3 separate regions of the Mus musculus genome follow, and regions 1 and 2 are each linked to region 3. Evidence: chromatin contacts called from public HiChIP or PLAC-seq data. All regions are on one chromosome and are shown on one strand. Each heading gives the region's core, a stretch centred on a gene start, on an enhancer-like site or on the middle of the called end of the contact. The rest is flanking DNA. Distances are from core to core; before and after follow the strand shown. Region 1 overlaps Gab2 (growth factor receptor bound protein 2-associated protein 2). Region 2 overlaps Nars2 (asparaginyl-tRNA synthetase 2 (mitochondrial)(putative)). Region 3 holds the start of Gab2 (growth factor receptor bound protein 2-associated protein 2).

The links. HiChIP or PLAC-seq counts read pairs in DNA pulled down with a chosen protein or histone mark.
Region 1: a contact with region 3 is called in an H3K4me3 HiChIP or PLAC-seq map of bone marrow-derived macrophages, with 2.7 times the contacts expected there. The contact joins the enhancer-like site here to the promoter of Gab2 in region 3. A contact is called at or near these places in 3 of 484 Hi-C or Micro-C datasets (bone marrow-derived macrophages, macrophages and myocytes), 8 of 115 datasets of contacts at active chromatin or transcription factors (the HPC-7 cell line, bone marrow-derived macrophages, embryonic stem cells and 4 more) and 2 of 9 other capture datasets (adipose tissue and liver).
Region 2: a contact with region 3 is called in an H3K27ac HiChIP or PLAC-seq map of bone marrow-derived dendritic cells, with 1.8 times the contacts expected there. The contact joins the enhancer-like site here to the promoter of Gab2 in region 3. A contact is called at or near these places in 1 of 15 datasets of contacts at CTCF or cohesin (CD8 T cells), 6 of 484 Hi-C or Micro-C datasets (bone marrow-derived dendritic cells, bone marrow-derived macrophages, peritoneal macrophages and 1 more), 5 of 115 datasets of contacts at active chromatin or transcription factors (CD8 T cells, bone marrow-derived dendritic cells, bone marrow-derived macrophages and 1 more) and 2 of 9 other capture datasets (adipose tissue and pancreatic islet).

Annotation. Positions count from the first base shown.
Region 1 is chr7:97,134,534-97,138,472 of GRCm38.p6, reverse strand. The region is part of intron 1 of Gab2 (growth factor receptor bound protein 2-associated protein 2); the gene reads right to left. Among named protein-coding and RNA genes, the nearest start is that of Gab2, 55 kb to the right of the region's middle. Within about 2 kb of position 1,887, at least 28 of the 459 cell types and tissues checked have an H3K27ac peak or open chromatin away from gene starts, as enhancers often do. A contact at or near this core is called in the HPC-7 cell line, adipose tissue and bone marrow-derived macrophages, where this site is marked.
Region 2 is chr7:97,040,886-97,044,645 of GRCm38.p6, reverse strand. The region is part of intron 11 of Nars2 (asparaginyl-tRNA synthetase 2 (mitochondrial)(putative)); the gene reads right to left. Among named protein-coding and RNA genes, the nearest start is that of Gab2, 39 kb to the left of the region's middle. Within about 2 kb of position 2,400, at least 12 of the 459 cell types and tissues checked have an H3K27ac peak or open chromatin away from gene starts, as enhancers often do. A contact at or near this core is called in bone marrow-derived dendritic cells, where this site is marked.
Region 3 is chr7:97,080,329-97,083,914 of GRCm38.p6, reverse strand. It overlaps Gab2 (growth factor receptor bound protein 2-associated protein 2), which reads right to left and starts at 2,164. Exons shown (of 10, transcript NM_010248.2): 1 at 2,009-2,164. The coding sequence starts at 2,089.

The sequences.
Region 1 (3,939 bases), core at 638-3,137, 55 kb before region 3:
TTCTTCAGTTGCCATGCCTGCAGCCTACTGTTGTGTCTGCTCTGCTATCATGGACTCTAGTCCTCTGGAACTGTAACCCCAAATAAACTCTTTCTCCTACATGTTACCTCAATCATGCTGTTTTATCACAACAAAAGAAAATAACTAATATACTCCCTAAGAGAATATATTCATTTTCTACATATTAAAATTAGAAGGCAATTTTAAAGTTCATATAAAAAATAAATAAAAACATTAGTAAAGGAAGACCACTGCAAACATATGGTAAGAATACACTACAAAGTCTTATTAATAAAAAACAAAGTAGATTTCCATATACATAAATCAACCAATGGAATTTAATTTTTAAGAACTCTAACAATGATTAGAAATACATCAAATACTTATGATAGAGGTAGAATCTCAAATCCATGGGTAAAAGATTTGAAGTAGTATTTAAATTTAAATGCATTGAAAACTAAGAGAGACTAGGCAGAGCTAGAAATGCTGGCTCATAACTGTGATTTGGGACCTAAGATAGGAGGACTGAGAGTTCTAGGCCTGGTGGGTAACACAGGAGAGAAAAGAGAGAAAGAAAGGAAAGGAGCAAAAAGGAGGGAGGAAGGGAAGGAAAGAGACATACAGAATAGTGTATGGCACATTTCTTTTATAAGCACTAATTGGGAAAACATTTCTTATATATCTGATATCCAGAACTATTAAAAGGCTCAGTATAGTAATTATAAAAATTTACAAATCTTGTATAATGACATGTACACACAAATACACACAATATGTAAATCCTATAAGTAAACAAATTATAAACCATGTTTAAAAAAATCACACAATATTTCATAATTCCTGTTATAAAATATTTATCTCATAAAAATGCCTACTATCAATGAGACCAGGAAACCCATAAAAAGTGAAATCTTTGAAATAGGCTTTCAAACCATAACAAACATGTATAATAAAACATCTAGGAAAACTAATAAAGTACATAAAACGCAATGTCCAAATTAGTAGAGGGGCAAAAACAAAGTGAGAAAAGGCAGAATATTCAGTCCAAAGATTAAGAGAGGAAATAGAAAATTTAGTACAATAGAAGCTATAACAGTAGATGGTTCTGGTAAGTCTAAATAGTTTCATAATCATAACAAATACAAATCAGGCTCACCAGTTAAGAGTCAATTACCTTACTGTTTTAACCACAAAAGTATGAATTAGGTGAATCTACAAATTCAAAGAGAGCCTCAGACTAAATAAAAACAATACTTTGTAACTAGCAAACTGTTTTCAAAAGGTACCACTAAATTTAAAAATCCAGAAATGTTGAAAGCCAAGAAATGAAAAAACTTTATGTGATATATTTCTCTAGAGAAATGCTGTTATATCTATGTGAATAGTCAGCAAATTAGATGTTAATGCTAAAGGTAACGAGATTTACTTTCATAGATAGAAGGTTCAAAGATCAGGCAGATATATTATTCTAAAAGAATGTGTACTTAAAAAGCACAGCCAAGGCAGATATATTATTCTAAAAGAATGTGTACTTAAAAAGCACAGCCACAGAATATATTATAGCAATAACTGCTGTCTCTGCAAGTAGATACCAACAACCACATTACTGTTAAGGGAGTTATTAAGAAACCTCTTACTACTAATAAAAAGGGTGAGACATCTCTTTTGCCCTCCAGTTAACCTTTTTTTATATCTGCTTGGTCATTATATCAGAAAAAAAGATGGGTGCCTAATTCCTGAGAAAATTAATTGAAATGGAAAGACATGCTTCCTGTCTGGTTCTGAAGACTAATATTCAAAAACAGAAAGGGGAACTTACACATTAGCTGCATAAACAAGCAGGCAGCTACACGTGAACATTATGTCTCTGTCAGCAATCCTGTGAGCTTATGCTTCCACTTCTTAATATTCTCAGAAGATGACAGTGCTTTCCTAAACATAGCAGTACCCATCGTCACACCAGCCACAATTCAGACAGACAGTGAGTGTTCATTAAGTGTTTTATTGACTAATCCGCTATGTATTTTTCTTAAAGATATTTATGCTAAAATTCCTGAAGCACCTATCCTGTACTAGATATAAAGCACTGAGAATATACAGATAAATAAAGGTGTTTGCATTCCAGAAGCTTGTAATCTAGAAGTAAAACAGAATTTTTTTAAGTAGAAAAAAATAACCAAAACCCCACAAACACAAAAAAGCCAAAAGCCAGATAACACAACCTATTAACAGAGAAGGTAGATGCCCAAAGAATGAATCTGAATGGTTAAAGGAAAAGTTCTAAAGTATATGATGTACTTAATATGCACCATTGATACCAGAACCAGGGAGGTGTTAAGGAAATTGCCTTTAAGTTAGCCCTGAGAAGCAAATGGGTAAAGTCCACGAGATGCAGGGTGATGGGAAAGAAGAACATAAGGCAGAGAAAAAAATGTAATTGTTCAGTCAAAAGGTTTTGACATAAAACACAACCTATACTCTAGCATTTTTTTCTACATTGCTCATTAAAATTTTTAATCCTAGAACTCTCTTATTCTAATACCATCCCTGTCTAGTTCAAGGGCTATTGACTGCAAACTAATCAAATGCTATTTAAATTGTAGTATAATACTTAGAAATGCATTGAACTTTAGAGTTTATAAGTTTGTTTGTTTGTTTGAAACATGGTCTCTCTATGGAGCCCTTGCTGTTCTGGAACTATGTAGATCAAACTGGTTTTGAAATCACAGAGATCCACCTGCCTCTGCCTACCAATTTTTGGGATTAAAGACATGCACCACTAAGTCCAGCTTGAATTTCAAAGTTTTATGAATGCTCTTTTTGGATACAATGCATGCCACTTAAAAATATTTATTTCACATGCATTGGCGTTTTACCCTTGCATGTGTTTGTGTGAGAGTGATGGATCCCCTGAAACTGGTGTTACAGTTGTGACATGCCATTTGGGTGCTGGGAATTGAACCCAGGTCCCTTGAGGAGCAGCCAGTGTTCTTAACCACTGAGTCATCTCTCTAGTACCCTGCATGCTACTTTTTAAATCAATTTCATTTTTTAAAAATTGACACAGCAAACCAGGGGTGGTGGTGCATGACTTTGCTTCTAGCACTTCAGACACAGAGGCAGGTAGATCTCTTTGAGTACGAGGCCAGCCTGGTCTTCAGAGTGAATTCCAAGACAGCCAAGATTACACAGCGAAATGCTGTCTTGAAAAACAAAAATGAACCAACTAAAACAACAAAACAGTAAAGTCCCATTAAGGGAAAACTAATTCCTTTTGGTCAATAGGTTGAAATTTCTTAACCTGGGTAGAGACCTAATACTTCAAGCCACTCAAAACATAAATGAATAATTGATCTAGTTGGACTGGTTAATTACCAGATCAAGGGACTAATCCTCAGGAAGATGTCTTGTCTTGTCTCTGTACCAATACCATGCATTTTTTTTATCACTATTGCTCTGTAATAAAGCTTGAGGTCAGGGATGGTGAGTCCCCCAGCTGTTCTCTTATTGTTAAAAATTGTTTTCACTATTCTGTTTTTTTTTGTTTGTTTGTTTTTTGGTTTTTTTTTTTTTTTTTTGCCTTTCCAGATGAATTTGAGAGTTGCTCTTTCCATGTCTTTGAAGAACTGTGTTGGGCTTTTGATGGGGATTGCACTGAATCTATAGACTGCCTTTGGTAGGATGGCCATTTTTACTATGTTAATTCTTCCAATCCATGAGCATGGGATATCTCTCCATTTTCTGAGCTCTTCTTCAATTTTTTTCTTGAGAGACTTGAAGTTATTGTCATACAGATATTTCACTTGTTTGGTTAGAGTTACCCCAAGATATTTTATGCTATTTGTGGCTATTGTGAAGGGAATTGTTTCTCTAATTTCTTTCTCAGCCTGTTTATCATTTGTATAAAGGAAGGCTACTGATTTATTTGAGTTAATTTTA
Region 2 (3,760 bases), core at 1,151-3,650, 40 kb after region 3:
AACTATGGAAGCACACCAAAGTCTCATTACAGTGCTTGCATGATCTGAGGTACTGTTAGAGATTGCTGGCCTCCTAGAATGTACAAAGGTAAGAAGGACACATTCAGGACACTGGGCATTACGGTGTCACACACACAGACACTGGGCATTATAGTATCACACACAGACACTGGGCATTATAGTATCCTTCACAACAAAGCTATCACAAGTTAAAATGGAAGAGAGACAACGCCATGCCATACTCATGAACTTCCTGCTACTCCAAACAGTAATTCTCAGTTTTCACACATTACCAATCCTCAGGCCTAGATAGTCTCAGTCCCACCTAAAACTTTCCCAGCTGAGTCAGTCCAACTTCTAGGAACCAAGAGTGATCACAAGCATGTATTGTTTAAATTAAAATTCAGAGGGATTCAGTGTCTTGCCTAAGATCAATCACATAGTTTATTTTTATTGCTGATGTCTGTCTTGTTGAGACAGTGTCTCACTATGTTGCCCTTGGCTAACCTGGAACTCACTATGTAGATCATGCTGGCCTTGAAGATATAGATATCTGCCTACCTCTGTCTCTCTAGTGCTGGGATTAAAAGTATGTACCACCACACTAACTCAACCACATAATGTATAACACACAGATCTGTAACTTGAAGCCAAGAGTATGTAACTCTGGGTCATTATATTTTCTTTTATATTCCTGCCACTCCTCAAGAAATTTATAGTAAAAATTCCTAGCCAGCCTGGCCCCACTTTCCTTAACAAATCAAGTTACTACGCATTTGTGCTCACCCTGTGTCTAAAGCTTTGATGGTTTGTATCCATCCAATCACCTGTCCCTACACAAAATAGATTATTAGATACTTGCCATGTCCTTGGCTTTATGCTAGGCACTGAGGCTGTATCGATAAGTAAAAAATAGATCTATAGGTCAAGAAAAGTCATTAAGTAGTGACATGTGTCAGTAAAAAATCATGTGTTAAACAGTGGTATGAATTTTGGGGGTAACCAATCACTTGCTCACTGGATTTAGGGCTCATGGCCAAGAACCTGTAGTTATGAAGATAATAAACCCTAGAAGAGAACCTCCTACTACTTACTATGTAAAAGGATAAAACTGTCTTTTAAACATTAAGCTTTACACCCATAGAGAAGTGCAGGGCTCAGACCTCACCAGAGGAGCTTCTTTTTGCAGTGGACAGTGCTTAATACAGAGACTCAGCACTGGTCAAAGTGCAGAGAACAGGTATCTGTGGATTGCTCAGCCCCAAAGAAGACATGTATCTCACACTCATTTACCATCATGGATGAGGATGGTGGGAAGTATAGGTTTGAGGGTAGACTGCTGTGATATACTGTCCTCTGGCTATGACAGGGCCATGGTACTTATAAACTCAGAGCAGCTGTGGTCACCTGCACAAGACCAAGACAGCCAGCATTCCAACAGAAGGAGGAGGAGGGGTTCTTGAGGCCATACCCCTCCCTGAGGCAGCCAGCATTCCAACAGAAGGAGGAGGGGCTCCTGAGGCCACACCCCTCCCTGAGGCACAACTGGCAACTGGTGGTTGCTGGGGGAAGAGTCAGACTTTTTTCTCTAGAAGTGTGGCCTCTAGAAATATATATATATATATATATTACATACGAATAGGAAATTCTCAAATAATGAGTAAAAAGTTACATTAAATCTTAACAAGTGAGCAGCTCTGGGTCTGACGCTGAACAGCATGTAAAGATGCTCTTATGACTAATTATAATGGTCGAAGAAAGTTCTTATGAGAAAAACATGATCTGGAGAATAAATAAAATTATGTAGGTGTGGAAGACTATTCAGAATAAAGCATATGCAGGAACCCAAGGTAGGAGGATGTCCAAACTGGCAGAGAGGTGACACAGATGGATGTAATAGAGCCTCAGAGTCAGGGACAGTTATACTTAGCTTAACAGGAGCAGCAGGAGGCTACTGACTGGTTTTAAGAAAGGGGTTAACATGACCAGATTTACATTTTATTTATTTATTTATTTATTTATTTATTAAATAGGGTCTCATTTAGTCCAAGTTGGACCCAAACTATGTAGATGAAGATAACTTGAACGTCTCATCTTCTCAAGTGATGGAATTATAGAATTGGGATATCACACCCAGCTTTAGTTTCTATTTTCCAAAAGCTCATGCTAAAATGAAGACAGACTGTGAAGGAAAGAGCAGGCACAGGAAGAACAGTTAGGAGGCCAGAGGGAAATGAAGGCAAGACACAGAAGAGATCTTAATCTAAAAGATAAAAGCAGAAATGAAAATAAACAAGTGGATTTGAGATACATTTCAGAATGTAAAATGTCAGAATCTAGTAATGATTTGCACTTCACTGTGAGAAAGAAATTTCAGAGATGACTCAGCTGTGGGCTTACCACAATCACAATGAAAGAAACTATTACAAGTTCATGGCCAAACACAATGATGCACGCCTTTAACCCAAGTTCCAAGGGGGCTGAGGTAGAGGCACAGGCAGGTGGGCCTCTCTGAGCTCTCCTCTGCGTTTCAGGCTAGCCAGGCTTATATAGTGAGACCCTACTGAAAGGAAGAACGAGAACAGATGGAAGATGGCTGGGGAGGGGAGCGAGAAGTCATGCACTTGGTTCTGGTTGCTGCCTGTGACAAGCCTTTAGCATAACATAGTAATCACCGAGGCGGTAAGAGAGAGTCCAGAGCAGATGACATGGCTCAGGGGATAAAGGTGCTCACCACTAAGGCTGATGGCCTGAGGTGGATCTCTGAGTTCCACACAGTGAACACTACTCATTTACAGCAGCATGCATGTGTGCCCTCCAATAAATAAATGAATAATAAATAACAAAAATAATAATAAAGATATGAGTCCAGAATTTTAAAGAGAAGCTAAATATAAAATGAATTTCCCGTTATGTTAGAAAAAATGATAAGCTATTGGAACATGTGAAGTCACCTGGCAAGGCGAAGATGTAGGATTAGACTTAAGGAGTTCCAACATCTGATAAACTTGGAGAAAAAAATCTGTAGAGATTAGAGTGACCAGTGAAAAGAGAGATGACTGAGAGGACATGACGCCACAAGCTGACGGACAAGAGGGTTGTAAGAATAAAAAGTTGCAGATAGATCAAATCAAAAAGACTTCTGAAAGTCCCTGGGCTTAATGACATAAGACTGAGTGGTGACTGAGCTGAACAGGAACTGCTGCAGTAGGTGGCAAAAGAGGAAACTATCCAGGTAACAAAAAAGAAGCAGAAAATGTAGCTGATCTAAAAGTGCAAACCAGCAGACAGGGCTCAATCAGGAGGGAGTGCAGCGGAGACCAAGAAAGTTACATTTAGGGGGGGAAACAGACCATTGCTATAATGTTACCAATTCTTCACTTGCTACACAGACGCTGTGAGGTGGTTCCCAGTGGCTGGGCAACCCGAATTAAATCAAGTCTTTACAGAGAAGGAAAGGCTCAAGCAGAGGATTTACCACGGTCTAGAATGGAGTATAGTGATGAGGGGCAGAACACGAGAATGCACTGTGCAACTGTGGAGTAGGGATAGTAGAGCTAAATTATCTTTGTAAGTTTTCATTTGCAAATAGAGAAAAGTTTCTAGGCAAAATTGCTCTAGGATTTCAAGACAAGATGGCAGTCTGTGACACAGTCTTATAACAGTGTAGACCTTCAGTCCGATACCTATGTACCGAAGGCGGGGAGGGTTTGCTTACTTGTGGGCTGGAGTAGAACCTTCATTTTCTTCTTCTTTTTTT
Region 3 (3,586 bases), core at 915-3,414:
ATGCTACATTCCTTTCTAATCTGAAATCTTTATTTTATTTTTTTAAACTGGACACTATTTCAGCGGCAGGTCATGTAGTCTGGATTGGCCTTGAGCTCACTAAGCAGTCCAGGATGATCTTGAACGCCTGCCACTCCAGCCTCCATCTTCCAGATACTGGATGCATGCTCATGCCTGTAGGCGTGAACAACCACCCCACCCAATCCCGACAAAGTCACCCCACACAATTTTCTTAACTATTATTGTGTATATGAGAGACTGTGTGAGTGTACGCGACACCACAGCGTGAGTGTGTAGGTCAGAACTCTTCTTCCATCTTTATATGGGTTCCAGAGGATCAAACATAAGTCAACAGGCTTAAGGGACACTGCTTTTACCCATTAAGCCATCTTGAAGTTGTGTGCATCCATGATGGGCACGCGCGTGCGTGCGTGCGTGTGTGTGTGTGTGTGTGTGTGTGTGTGTGTTGTTTGGTATGCAAATGAGAGACAGGGTCTCAAGTAGCAAGCTAGGCTGGTTTTGAACCTCTGATCCTCCTGTCTCTTGTTTCCCAAGTGTAAGTGCTGGCAGTTCAAGCCTAGGCTACAGCAACAGGCAACAGAACAAAACAAAAGAAAAAGCTCCTAGTAATTAAAATATTTTACTCATATCAACTCCCCCCCCCAAATGAGCTTTCAAGCTTAAACACCCCTACTATATTACTGTATGCCAAATCTCTGTCCATTTTCAAAAGGCATGCACTAAATCCTTAGATTCCCTGCCCTTCCCCCTGCCCCCTCTTCCCAGCAAGCAAGTGACCTAAGTCAGAGCCTGGTTTCATTGACACACTTGCACTCCCCAACAACACTTCCTTTGAAAAACAGAATGTCACTTCCTCAGTCCAGAGGCCAGAAGTCCCTTGATTCTGATCTGGGGAGTAGAGACAGGAAACTCTGGTAAGCTTCTGTCCCCCATGGCCAGCCACTAGTGCAGCTGACAGAGGGCAGGGTCTGTTGGGAGCTCCCTTGATGCACTGCAGCTGGAAGCGACCGCTCACTTCCAGGCTGTGGGAGTGATTTCTCAGAGTCCAGCACTCCCAGGCAGCAGAACAAGGACGATTCTTGGCAAGTGGAGAGCGAGAAGATGGGAGGACCTGCACTCCTTTAACGGACTTTCCGTTTCTAAACTCCTCAGACTACCCCAATCTCGGATCCTGGCACCATTTTGTTCTCTGAGCTCGGTAGACAAGAAGTGGGTGCCCCGACCCCAACTGCCAGTTTCTCACGTAGAGGGGACGGCCCGTCCCACCAATTTCACTACACACAGCCAGCTCGCACCACCTAGCAATTCAGAGCCACATCTTCAGACCCCAGACACCAGACGACACAAAACTCTGGCCAGTTATTGAGGACCAAACTGCAGTGTCACCCCGTGGGGCGGAGGACCGCGGTGTGTGTGTGTGGGGGGGGGGGGTATGTGAGAAACATTCGGAATAATGGGAAAGAAGGGGGACAAACAAATGAGTCACTTAATACAAGCGCTGCACATGCCGCTGACGCTGCCCGTGATGTAGTGGCCGCAGACTGGAAGGAAGCAAGGCGGCCACCGGGGAGGGGCGGACAGAGAAAGGGACCGGGAGAGGGGCGCCGGCGCCTCGCCCTTTGTGGGCCCGGGGCCGCGCGGCCCCTCAGCCTACCCTCCCGATCGGGGCGACTCGGCTCCTTCGGCCCCGGGCGTTTTACTCTCCCGGTCGCCCGGAACAATCGCTCCAAACTTCGGCTCGGCGAGCGAGGAGTTCTCGGGGAGGCAGGCGGCAGCCGCAGCCCCGACCTGCGCCCCGCCCCTCGGCGGCGCACCTGTGACAGGTGTGAGGCGCCCCACTCGCGCCCGCCGCTCTCGCCCTCGGAGGCCGCGGGGCCCCGGCTCGCCGCGCCCGGCCTCTCTCAGCGCCCCCATCTCCGAGGCCGCGGGACAGCCCCCGGCCGCCCTCCCGCCGGGCCGCGCCCGCTCGCCCGCTCGCCTCACTCACATAGCGCCTCAACTTCTTCTCGGGAGGCGATTTCCTCAGCCAGCCGGTACACACCACGTCGTCGCCGCCGCCGCCGCTCATGTCGCCGGCTAAACTGGAGCCCGCCGCCGGCTCGCGCGGACAAGGGCGCGGGCGCGGGCTGCTGGGTCAGCCGGCTGCCGGTGCGCGGCTCGCGGGGGAGGGGAGGGGCCCGGCAGCCCCGGGGCGAGGACGAGGCAGTGAGGCGCGCGGGCCCGGCTGCCTGCGCGCGCTCGAGTTCCACCCCCCCCCCCCGCCCTCCGGCCGCGCGCGCGCGCGCGCACACACACACACACACAGCCCCACCAGGGCGCCTCAGCAGGCGGGCGCTCGCCACGCCCACAGCCCCGCGAGGTCCCCGAGGGCAGCCGGCGCAGAGGCCAGTTAGCCTGGACCCCACAGGCCCGGAGGCCGTGAGACGAGCTGTCGCCAGCAGCTGCGTCCTCAGGGTCTTGGTGGCTGTTGTTGGTTTTTTCCCCCCTCTAAGCCTGGAGCTGCAGGCGGGGTCGTGAAGACCTCTGGGTGGTGCCGGTGCTAGGGTGAGGGAAGGCCAGAGGCTATCCACCCTAGGTCGAACGTTGAGCCTATGCTCAACCCCTCTTCCCCAGCGTCGTGGAAGAGTAGGACAGAGATCCAAGGACTGCTCCGGTTTCCTGTCCATTCCCACAGTTTCAGGTTTCAGTAAGTCCGATTCTGGCTGAAATGAGTCCTGCTTCACTGTAAGTTAACTCTCACATCTCTAGGCCAGAGAAGCAGCAAACAGACATACTGTGTGCTGGGAGCTTACTGCATTCACCTTCCACAGCGATTATCTTCACTGCCTTACAAATTGGATAGGTCATAATTATACCCATTTTACAGATAGCCTGAAGCCACACAGCTGACACAATGCAGGCCTTTCTAATCCAGGTGTTTTGGGAGGAGGGGAGGGGAATCTTCTCTCCTGTTTTTTTTTTTTTTTCCCAGAGTGACATTACTGCAGTAATGTCTGTAGATCAAAGGGTGCTTGGGGGGGGGGTGTGGGGGGACTGGACGGGACTAGATCTTATTGCTGAGAAACAAAGTCCAGCTGGCGCTCTCCCATAGTGCCTCTGGGAAAACTGAATCCAGTAAAAGGAAACTGTAAGTTTTGCAGAACACAATGAATTGGAAAACAAGGAGGTATAAAAGAACAAGAAATTGTGATAAAAATGTCCAGAGTTTCCACTCATTGACTTTATAAGAGATCTCTCCTATATAAATGTGAATATAGAGATCTTTTTCTCACTGGCTTGTGCTGAGAGGGTTGAGATAAAGGACCAGGAAGCAAACACCCAACACCAGTGCTCCAGGGGGAAAGTGGAGGAAAAAGAAAAGCAAAACCAAAACCTTTGGTAAGAGTTCTTTTTTTAACTCACAAAGTACCTTTCCAAACAGCATTTAAAAGGTAGGTTCCCTTCTAGTTTCTCATGAAGTTGCTTAGTAACCCACTTTATCAACAGGGAGTTGTGTGGTTGATGCATGAACCGGAGAGGCAGCATCTTGCAATGCCTCAGCATAACCTTTGTTTTCTGGATTATT